2 separate regions of the Drosophila melanogaster genome follow, and region 1 is linked to region 2. Evidence: chromatin contacts called from public Hi-C data. All regions are on one chromosome and are shown on one strand. The core of a region is the stretch at or near the end of the contact, and the rest is flanking DNA. Distances in the headings are between cores, read along the strand shown. Region 1 holds the start of Prps (Phosphoribosyl pyrophosphate synthetase). Region 2 holds the start of Ack (Activated Cdc42 kinase).

What was found. A called contact is a pair of places that touch in the nucleus more often than the background predicts.
Region 1: a contact with region 2 is called in a Hi-C map of the Kc167 cell line, with 2.7 times the contacts expected there. The contact joins the promoter of Prps here to the promoter of Ack in region 2. A contact is called at or near these places in 2 of 107 Hi-C or Micro-C datasets (the Kc167 cell line and embryo).

Annotation. Positions count from the first base shown.
Region 1 is chr3L:9,695,375-9,699,918 of dm6, forward strand. Prps (Phosphoribosyl pyrophosphate synthetase) reads right to left here and starts at 1,326. Exons shown (of 7, transcript NM_140088.3): 1 at 1,165-1,326. It overlaps Ubc4 (Ubiquitin conjugating enzyme 4), which reads left to right and starts at 2,962. Exons shown (of 3, transcript NM_001300085.1): 1 at 2,962-3,381; 2 at 3,592-3,744; 3 at 3,972-4,544. The coding sequence starts at 3,319. The coding sequence ends at 4,355. It also overlaps asRNA:CR45121.
Region 2 is chr3L:4,105,355-4,110,422 of dm6, forward strand. It overlaps Ack (Activated Cdc42 kinase), which reads left to right and starts at 2,832. Exons shown (of 3, transcript NM_139602.3): 1 at 2,832-3,629. Fit1 (Fermitin 1) reads left to right here. Exons shown (of 2, transcript NM_139601.4): 2 at 1-1,762. The coding sequence ends at 1,032. It overlaps lncRNA:CR45670 (long non-coding RNA:CR45670), which reads right to left and starts at 2,116. Exons shown (of 1, transcript NR_124778.1): 1 at 1,789-2,116.

The sequences.
Region 1 (4,544 bases), core at 76-2,575, 5.6 Mb after region 2:
GAGATTGGGATTAGCAGCCGCAGAGCGCCGCATCTGGCGAAATTGAGCGAGCGAATGGAACTGAGCGCCGTACAACATGGCGTATGCTTCTATTACACATACGCACCGGCTGCCCACACACACACACACCCATATTTTACGAGAGAGCGCAAGAGAGCGCCAAGGATGGGATGATGCGCAGTTAAGTTGATGCCACAAGGAAAAGCTTTCGGGACGCACTTTTCCTCTCTTTTTCGGAATCAGCTGTTTTCGATAGGTAATTTCCATAGAATTTTTAATACGTCATGTTGCAATTTTAGATATGTAAAACGTCACACAGAGCGAAAATTTCAATAATAAGTATTAATTTTTTTTATAAAATAATCACAGACCTCATTTCTAAAGTAAGACAAAATTGCGGCTTAGTTTCATTACATCTGCACAACTCAGTAATTTCTTAATAACACACAGATATGCAATAAAATTGTTTCATATATATTTCAATGGGTAATAAATTTCCAAGGCCCCATAAGACTGTCAATATATTTTCCTATTCATAATAACATAAAAAAACCCTAAATATCTGAGACAATAATAAACATTTAATGCTGCGTTTCCCACTTTTAAAACCTATATGCATGCGGCTCTTTTTGTGCACATACTTAGAAATTTATTTTTTGTCTGTGTATCTGTGCTGTATGCCGCTTTCAATTGGTTCTGGATAATTGTTGCTCTGCAAATATCTCTGCTATGTACTTTGTACATACCAGCAGAAATGTTTTGTTTTCTAGATCTCAAATCCGAGGTACAGTTCTTGCTTTTTCATTTCACGGGGGCTCGTCTTTGCTTTTGTTGCCCCCGAGATGTTTTCTTGTTGTTTGTGCAACTGTACCTGGGATGCTGAACAAACGAACGCGGCAGAAAAACACTGCGATTTGTTAAATTGTTATTTTCGTGCCCATGGCTAAATATAAATGAACTAATGCCAAATGCTGACGTACTCTTCTCCGTGTTTTATCCCTAAAAACTGACGCAAATGGCATTGCAAGTACAGGAATAATGGAGCCGTGGATAGCGGGTTGGTGGGGCAAAAACCACGTGCCGAATGCGACGCATGTTTTGAGTCGAGGCGAAAACAAAGGCACGCACACTTCAAAATCGAGTAGTACACCATACTGGACTTACTTGAAACATGTGAGGTAGCAAAGTGTCGCAATTACTTTTAAACTACAAACTATTAATCACTGAACGATGCGGTTTGTACAAGTTGGTCGAAAAAAACTTGTACTTTGTGATTTCACTTGGATGCAGCCGCTGCTCAGAAAATGCAAAAGCTGAATGAATCAGAACGCTTTTGAATTGAATTTAAGCGAGGGAAGTTGAGTTTCTGTTTATGGAGTTGTTTGGTGCGAGAGAGCAAGAGATAACGCAGAGGAGAGTTGATTTAATCAAGCTGAAGCATGGATACCCTTACGTTACAAGACAATAAATGTATCTTTTGGTTATCTGGTTATTTTATGGGGTAGGAAACGCATCCCTCTTCACACAGTCATAATACATATGCTTCGAAAGGGAATATCGGGGAGAGTAAAAGAGAACCGGCATATTTGTTTGTGTCGGTCACTCGTTTTGTTTTGTGGCGAAAGAGCGCCACAAAAGGGGAGCACAAACACGTGTGTCCAAAGAGTTGGAGAAGCAAGAAGCTCTTCCGTTTTAATTAGTCTCCGAATGTCTATTGGGTATATTTCTTATCCGAAAACTGTTGTTGCGTTGGCTCTCAAAACTTCCCCACACGCTTTTGCTGACACGTTTTTTTCTCGATCGCCATTGAGCTGTGCGAAACGTGAATTTGAGCAGTAAAAGAGAATGTCGACTTTAATGATTTTTCAGGTATGAAATATGCCCTCTAATTTTTTTGATCATATTTTTATTTTGTTAACATTCAACTTATTAATAAGAGTTTGCTGAAAATGTAATCCACTTAATTGTTTATCACTTAAAAATTTTTTAGGTAAAGTTCTCTCATATTGATTTAAAATTGCAATGTGAATAAAGTAACACTTCGTGTACCCCTTTTCCAAGTATAACCATTATAAACACAGGATCGTATGGCGCATAATTAATGGCTGTCTATTATTTTTGGACTGTTGCCAAGAGAGACCTACGCCTTAGAAGATTAAACTTCTTGTTTTTGTTTATGGGGCGCAAAACAAGTTTCAAATTTCCGACCGCAGACAAGGCGGGCGAGCGTAATGGAACCATATTACTGAGGTCAAAAGAACTTCGATTATATAATAAGGCCATGTATTCAGTATTCAAGATCAGAGACGCAATGGAAAATAACCTTTGACGTGTGCCAAGGAAAAGCTGCGGCTTTTTTATCCAATGGTACAAAAACCAACTTTGGAATTGATTCAGCCAATCATTGTAACGTAAATAGATTTTATCAACAAAGAGGTAAGAATGAGTACTTCGTGTATGGGGCTTAGCTGAATTTATTAGGAAAGTAGTTTGTAAATATGGTTATTTTTATGTAGATTTTGCTTTTGTTTCTTTTCATTTGTATTATCGAAACGAGTTAGGAAAATGTGTCGGTTAAGATTCCCAGATTCTGATATGTCGCCTTCAGGGAAACAAAGTCATCATGTCATCCAGTGGACATAATTGGAGGACCAATGTTAAGAAGAAGACTCCTCCTTAAAATGTTTAATAGGTTTTAATATGATTAAATAGTTATGAGTTGAGTGAAGTGGGTGTACCTGGGTAGTATTAAGGGCGTATCTAGGCAATATATGGCTCGCAGCAAGTAGCACCAATTCATTACGTCCCTATGTAATAGTTATTTATTCATATGCTAAACATTTGAACATTCGAACTTCGTTAGCAATTTTCGCGCTCTTTCCCCGAAGCCCTATCGATACGTCAATCGATAGGCGAGCTTTCAGAATTATCCGAATGCACCGCGGCGGTCACACTACGGAAAAACAAAAAAGAAATAGCGCTGGCAAAATAGACGTGCTGAGCGCTGTAAAAAGTCAGATTCGTGTTGAAATTGGAATAATAAGTTTTTTATTTTCCGTGCGCTGGTCGAGCTCGTTGCTTCGACAATTCGAAAAGCGATCGAAAGGAGCAACCTTGTAGGCCAACAGCCAGGCGTAATTTACGCAACGCACAACACTCACAAAATCCAAAATTGCACGGGGGGGCAACAATAAAAACAGAGGCAGAACAGAACACAGCAAGAAGAGCGTGGTGAAGAGGAGCGGCGGAGAAAGGAGAACGGTGAACAGGGAACAGGGAGAGAGCAGAAAGGAGAGTCCGAGAAACGGAGGAAACATCATGGCGAACATGGCAGTGTCGCGGATCAAGCGGGAGTTCAAGGAGGTGATGCGCAGCGAGGAGGTGAGTCCCGAGCTCCAAGGCCGAAGGACACTCAAACGGCACCTCGGCAATGCCAGCTGCACCACCGCCCCTGGTCGTGGTGCAGGGGGCGGGGGAGGGTGTCCGCGAACGTTGGTGGCGTTTTTGGCGCGCTTATGGGCTCCGTTTTCTTTGTGAAATGTAAACATTGGCCCCACTGATTTGTTAATTTGGCTTGTAATCCCTGAACAGATCGTCCAGTGTTCCATCAAAATCGAACTGGTCAATGACAGTTGGACGGAGCTGCGCGGCGAGATCGCCGGTCCGCCTGACACGCCCTACGAGGGCGGCAAGTTCGTCCTGGAGATCAAGGTGCCCGAGACATATCCCTTCAATCCACCAAAGGTACGTAATAGCCATGTCAGACTTTGTGCACCTATACAATATGCTAGCTTAGAAATAAACAACTCTTACATGAGTACACCTCATCTTTCAAAAATCGTATCTTATGACTTCACTTCGTAGAAAGTGACACTTCTATGAATCCACAATGTTAACTTGAATTCTGAAAGGCGCAATAAGAACCTGTAACTTGTAATTGAAACCTAAATAAATTGCAAACTTCTTCGCAGGTACGCTTCATAACGCGCATCTGGCATCCGAATATATCGTCGGTTACGGGTGCGATTTGCTTGGACATCTTAAAGGACAACTGGGCTGCAGCGATGACACTGCGCACCGTACTGCTGTCGCTGCAGGCGCTCCTGGCCGCCGCAGAGCCGGACGATCCACAGGACGCAGTGGTGGCCTATCAGTTTAAGGACAAGTACGATCTGTTCCTGCTTACGGCCAAGCACTGGACCAACGCGTATGCGGGCGGACCGCACACCTTTCCCGATTGTGATTCAAAGATCCAACGTCTCAGGGACATGGGCATCGACGAGCATGAGGCGCGCGCCGTGCTCTCCAAGGAGAATTGGAATTTGGAGAAGGCCACCGAGGGCCTGTTCAGTTAGCTTGTCCCAGCCGCACTAGCATCAGTACCATTCGCGGCGGTGGCAGCACCAAGAACACCGGCCAACTTCAGCATCAATCCTTCAGAACGGCAATCACGCTAAATTCTTGTACACTCACGCACCAATATATTTTCGTAAATCTTATCCACGAAATTACATTGCCCTGTAGTTATAATAATTCTCTGATCT
Region 2 (5,068 bases), core at 1,582-4,081:
CAGGAGACTGGCGGCGAGGACGACATTGACTCCGCTCTCAACGAGCTGCAGATCACACTCGAAGGACCAGGAGGTGGCAAGGATCAGGGCAACATCACCAGGATACCAGAGCTGTCGGACTATTTGAAATTCCTCAAGCCTCAAAGGTTCACCCTTAAAGGATACAAGCGCTACTTCTTCACCTACAGGGATCTGCATCTGCACCTTTACAAATCGCAGGATGAGTCCAGGCGGGGAGCTCCCACCATCAGCATCAATTTGAAGGGCTGCGAGGTGACGCCCGATGTTAACCTGGCCCAAGGAAAGTTCGCCATCCGTCTGGAAGTTCCGTCAGAGATCAGAAATGGTCCGAACAGTGAGGTCTGGGTGAGATGCGACAACGAAGAGCAGTACGCCAAGTGGATGGCAGCCTGTCGTCTGGCCGCCAAGGGTCGCTCTCTAGCCGATAGCTCTTACGACAGCGAAGTTAGCAGTATTCGCTCGCTGCTGCAGATGCAGAAACCCGCCCAGGGAGCTCCGCTCACCGTCAACCCGCGAAGTGTTGAGCCCATGGATTACCTATCGCCCAAAATGATGCGCAAACTATCCAGCAAGGCGGTGCAGAGGATCCTAGAGGCCCATGCCAACGTTCGCCAGCTGAGCTTAATGGACGCCAAGATGAAGTACATCCAGGCTTGGCAATCTCTACCAGACTTCGGTGTTACTCTCTTCATCATCAAGTTCGATGGACACAAGAAGGAGGAGCTGTTGGGCGTGGCCAACAATCGTATCATGCGCATGGACCTCAACACCGGCGATCACATAAAGACCTGGCGCTACAACACAATGAAGGCCTGGAATGTTAACTGGGGCATCAAGTGCATGATGATTCAGCTGCAGGACGAGAACATCGTCTTCTCCGTGCAGTCGGCCGACTGTAAGGTGGTGCACGAGTTCATCGGCGGCTACATATTCATGTCCATGCGATCCAAGGAGAACAACCAGACGCTGAACGAGGAGATGTTCCACAAGCTGACGGGCGGCTGGTCGTAAACGGATTGGCGCAGTCTGGAGCATTGGACTGGAGTCTTGAGTGCCAAGCACAAACCTCGTCGCATGTTCTACAGTTTTATCTACATATATTTACCTAATGTAGGGTGCGTTGATTTATGGGTTGACTGGTAATCTGTGGACCACACCAAGCAACTTCTTCGTAACTCTAGTTGTTAGTTTCTCAATGTTTTTTTTCTGTTCGGTTTATCAACCTAAATACGTATATATTTTGTAAACAACTTTGACGGACTAGTGTCCGACACCAGAAGTTGGTTTTCTTTTGTCGGCATTTACCTAAAAAAAAAAATAATTAACTTTATAAGTATAAGTCTCTTAAATTTGTGTTGTCCAAGTTGTCCAAGAAGTTGTCCAACGATTACCTACATTTTTAATCAACCCAGTCAGTCAACCCACCCAAATCGAAAGCGTTCGTGTATAAGTGTTAATGGAAATGGAATTCTAGACTAATAACAATCACCACGCTGATAACGATTATGATAACGATGTTGTGCCTTCGCCAGAGCAATCTTAACCCAAAACAAGTCCAAGTCAATGTCCTGTGTTCTCTGTGTTGTCTGTTTCTAACACAGCGTTAAAGTTACACTACTTAAGTCCATTTTTTACCACACTTGTGCGGACTTGCGCGACTAACCCGCAGTTTTATATATTGTATATTTATTAAACAAATTAATAAGCAGAATAAATTATTTTATATGTTTTTAATGACCGTAAATGGTGGCTGGCTTGTTTGTTTTTACATATGCATTCCACTGGCAGTTGGTAACCCGAGTCCACTGGGATTACTCATCCAACTTTTATTGACGCGCTGTGTGCTTCTGAGGGGCGTTGATGCAACAGTCAACGCGTTTAATATAAAGCACGGGTATTGTTATTAATAACAGCGCACTCAATTGGATTGATAAGCGCACCACGGCGTTGTACAGTGGGTATATATGGGGATTCGAGATTATAGGCGTGCCGTGCTACGCCATTGATTGATGGCCGCGACCCAAAGCTACGTATGTGCCTCGGAATGGGGCAACTTCTCACGCAATGGCTGGCGAAATCTTCAATTTGATTTAATTTAACGGGGTGACTCTTAATAAGGAAAATGCCAGATATGAATAGCGCATGACAAATAAATACCACTTCCAAGTATTATCTATAATCAAAAAAAAAAAAAAATGCATTTTAATATTTGCTACAGTCGTAAGTACTTACATTACTAATGTAAGCTGACTTTAGTAAAAAAAAACTATGATTAATGCAATCAGCGCCCACATAAAACCGAATTCTTATAATTCAACATTTGAATCACAAGATGATAGAAACAAATTTGTTTTTAAATGTTCTGCACTCCTGTGATAAAAATTGACATGATTAATATAGAAACAATTTTAAGGAATGAAAAAACAAGCATTTCACATTTATCTTCTCTAAAGAAAAATAATACTTCTTGACACTTGCACAAAAAGATTTAAGTAACAGGGATAATACAATTTTTTTTGGAATCTATTTTAATCACGATTAAATGAAATAGAAATGAATTTGATTTAGTTACATATGTAAAATATTTACAAGAATTTTATAAATTAAATGTGTTACTTCGATAATTTACCACTTTCACAAAGTTATATATTTACGTATATTTTTATGTTTAAATGTTAGTAAATATTAAATCATATTTTTAAATCGTAACAGTAAATAACTTAAATACTCGATATAAATTATCGATATTCAGAATTATGATTTGAGAAACATCGGTTATATTTAACATTCATCGCGTTTTGTTCCATCACCACTGCATCAGCTGCTTGAAAAAATACCAAAAGTGTTTGGCCGTCGCGCATTTTCAATTGCAAATTAAGCGCAGCTAACTGCGATTAACGACGATGTTTCCGCATTAGAAAGAAAATCAAGCTGATTTCAGCGAGTTAACATATTGAAAAAGTAAAGAATTCTCGCTCTTTTCGGTTCTTCGTGGCACCTGCGATTTGCGTTGCTGTTTTTTTCGTGCATTTCGATTCGTACACACGCACACATACACCCAGACCCAAACGGCCGTGCAGCGAATGCGTGTGTGTGTGAAATTGTGCAAAAACGTGAAACGATCGAGTGGGATGGTCGGTGGGGGAGGGGCTGAGCGCTGTTGAAAGCGGAATATTCATTGTTTTCTCGTGTGTGCACTATAAATTAATATTTACGTGTCTGCGTCATGAGGGGACCACTAACCGCCCGCCATCAAAATCAGCAGCCAAGCAGACAGCTGCTCATTTGGCGAGTGTAAACAAAGCAGCCAACACACACACACACACACGCACGCATACAATCGTTTACATTGCGGCGACTGCGACGCCAACTGCGCTGTCTTCAACTCGAATATCGAATTTCACATCTTTAAGCCAGAAATCTCCATATCCACCGCATAAACCACTTCCATCTGCCGCAACATCTTTTGTCTGGACAACCTGTTCGCTTACAGACAGGAAGTTTGCCAATTTTCTCAAGTTTAGCCAAGTGCAGCGACTGCGACGTCCGCGTTGACGTCGACGCTCCTCAGCCAGCGTCGCAGCAGCTGCGCAGCTGTTTAATATTCGGTGAGTATTTCGAAAAACAAAGAAAAACCCTTTCCAGCCAAACACCCGGTGGAAATGTTGTACAAATGTCCAACAAAATAATAGTGAATGGAACTAGCCGCTTCGTGGAATTCGGGGTGTGATAGCTGTGGTACAGTAGAACCCCCGTACGCGGACCCCAACTAAACTTAATTTTATTTCTTAAACTTAAAGTTATTTGCCATGAAATTGAGCTAAATAAATAATACTTCTTATGATGATAGGATACAATGTTAGCCGAAAATATTAAATCGAAGGGTAATTTAACTGGGTTTTGTTTTGAATCGCGGAAGTACGGCTGTATTTATTTTTAGATACACAATGCCAGCGTTTGTACCTGGGTTATTTCTGTACCTTAAAGTCACCATTTTCGAGTATATGCACATATGTGTAGTTAACGACAGATGCCGCGTTACGGACGTTCGACTGTATCTACATACGACACAGCTGATGGACTGGCAACCTGCTCTCAACTGGGCGTTGTTGTCTCGTTGGACATCTCTGTGTGGCTCTCGCATCCGCTAAGTTCCAGTTTCCGCCCGAATAATTAGTCAAACTGTCGCCGCAAAGTGTAAATTCTATTATTCGCTCCTTAACAATAGACATTAGCAATCTGGCTATCATTTTGTTCATCCCAAGGGGAATCCCATGGGGCGTGCATATCGGTTACATTCTGTGCCTGCATCTGCTCACCTTTTATTGCGGTCTATTTATAAACTCCACTTCAGCACGCGCCAAAGTTCAAGCCGCATTTCCTGAGATCCCGAACCACCTACTTCTTCCTATATATGTACACAGATACATATGTATATGTATCTCTTCTTAGTGATAGGGTTCGAAGGGTGACGCAATGCGTTTACAGGGATTGCCAAGAAAACGTGACGTCATGTGGGGATATGTTTACACAAATCCACTTTTGTATGCATTGGCCCCCTTGGAAGCAGCCATAGATTCAACACGTATGTCGCCTGACGGATTCGTGGAATTAAATAAATGGCTTATCTAGAAACCAGCTTACTTCCGCTTAATAGACGAGCATGTGAACTTGGATTTTATATTAAGTATTTTTTAATGAGGCAATAGATTATTGTTTATATAATTATTGTTGAAAAAAGAGAATAGAACTATATATCAGGATTTAATGAATACTACTACTTTTACAAACCTCTGATCAATCGATGTATATACGTATATTAATTCAATTAGCTATTAAAAACTACGGTTTCGAAATATTTTATTGCGTCAGAAATCACTGAACCCCATTGCTTCACCTTTTGTTAATGACAAGATATGGAATTGCATTGGCGGTCCATAAATGTTGCGCACTTTCTCTGTTCCCTGACCATTTAATCGCATATGGCAAGTGGATACATACATACATATTAAAATACGTGATTGCGCGATTGACCCAGTACCCTTGA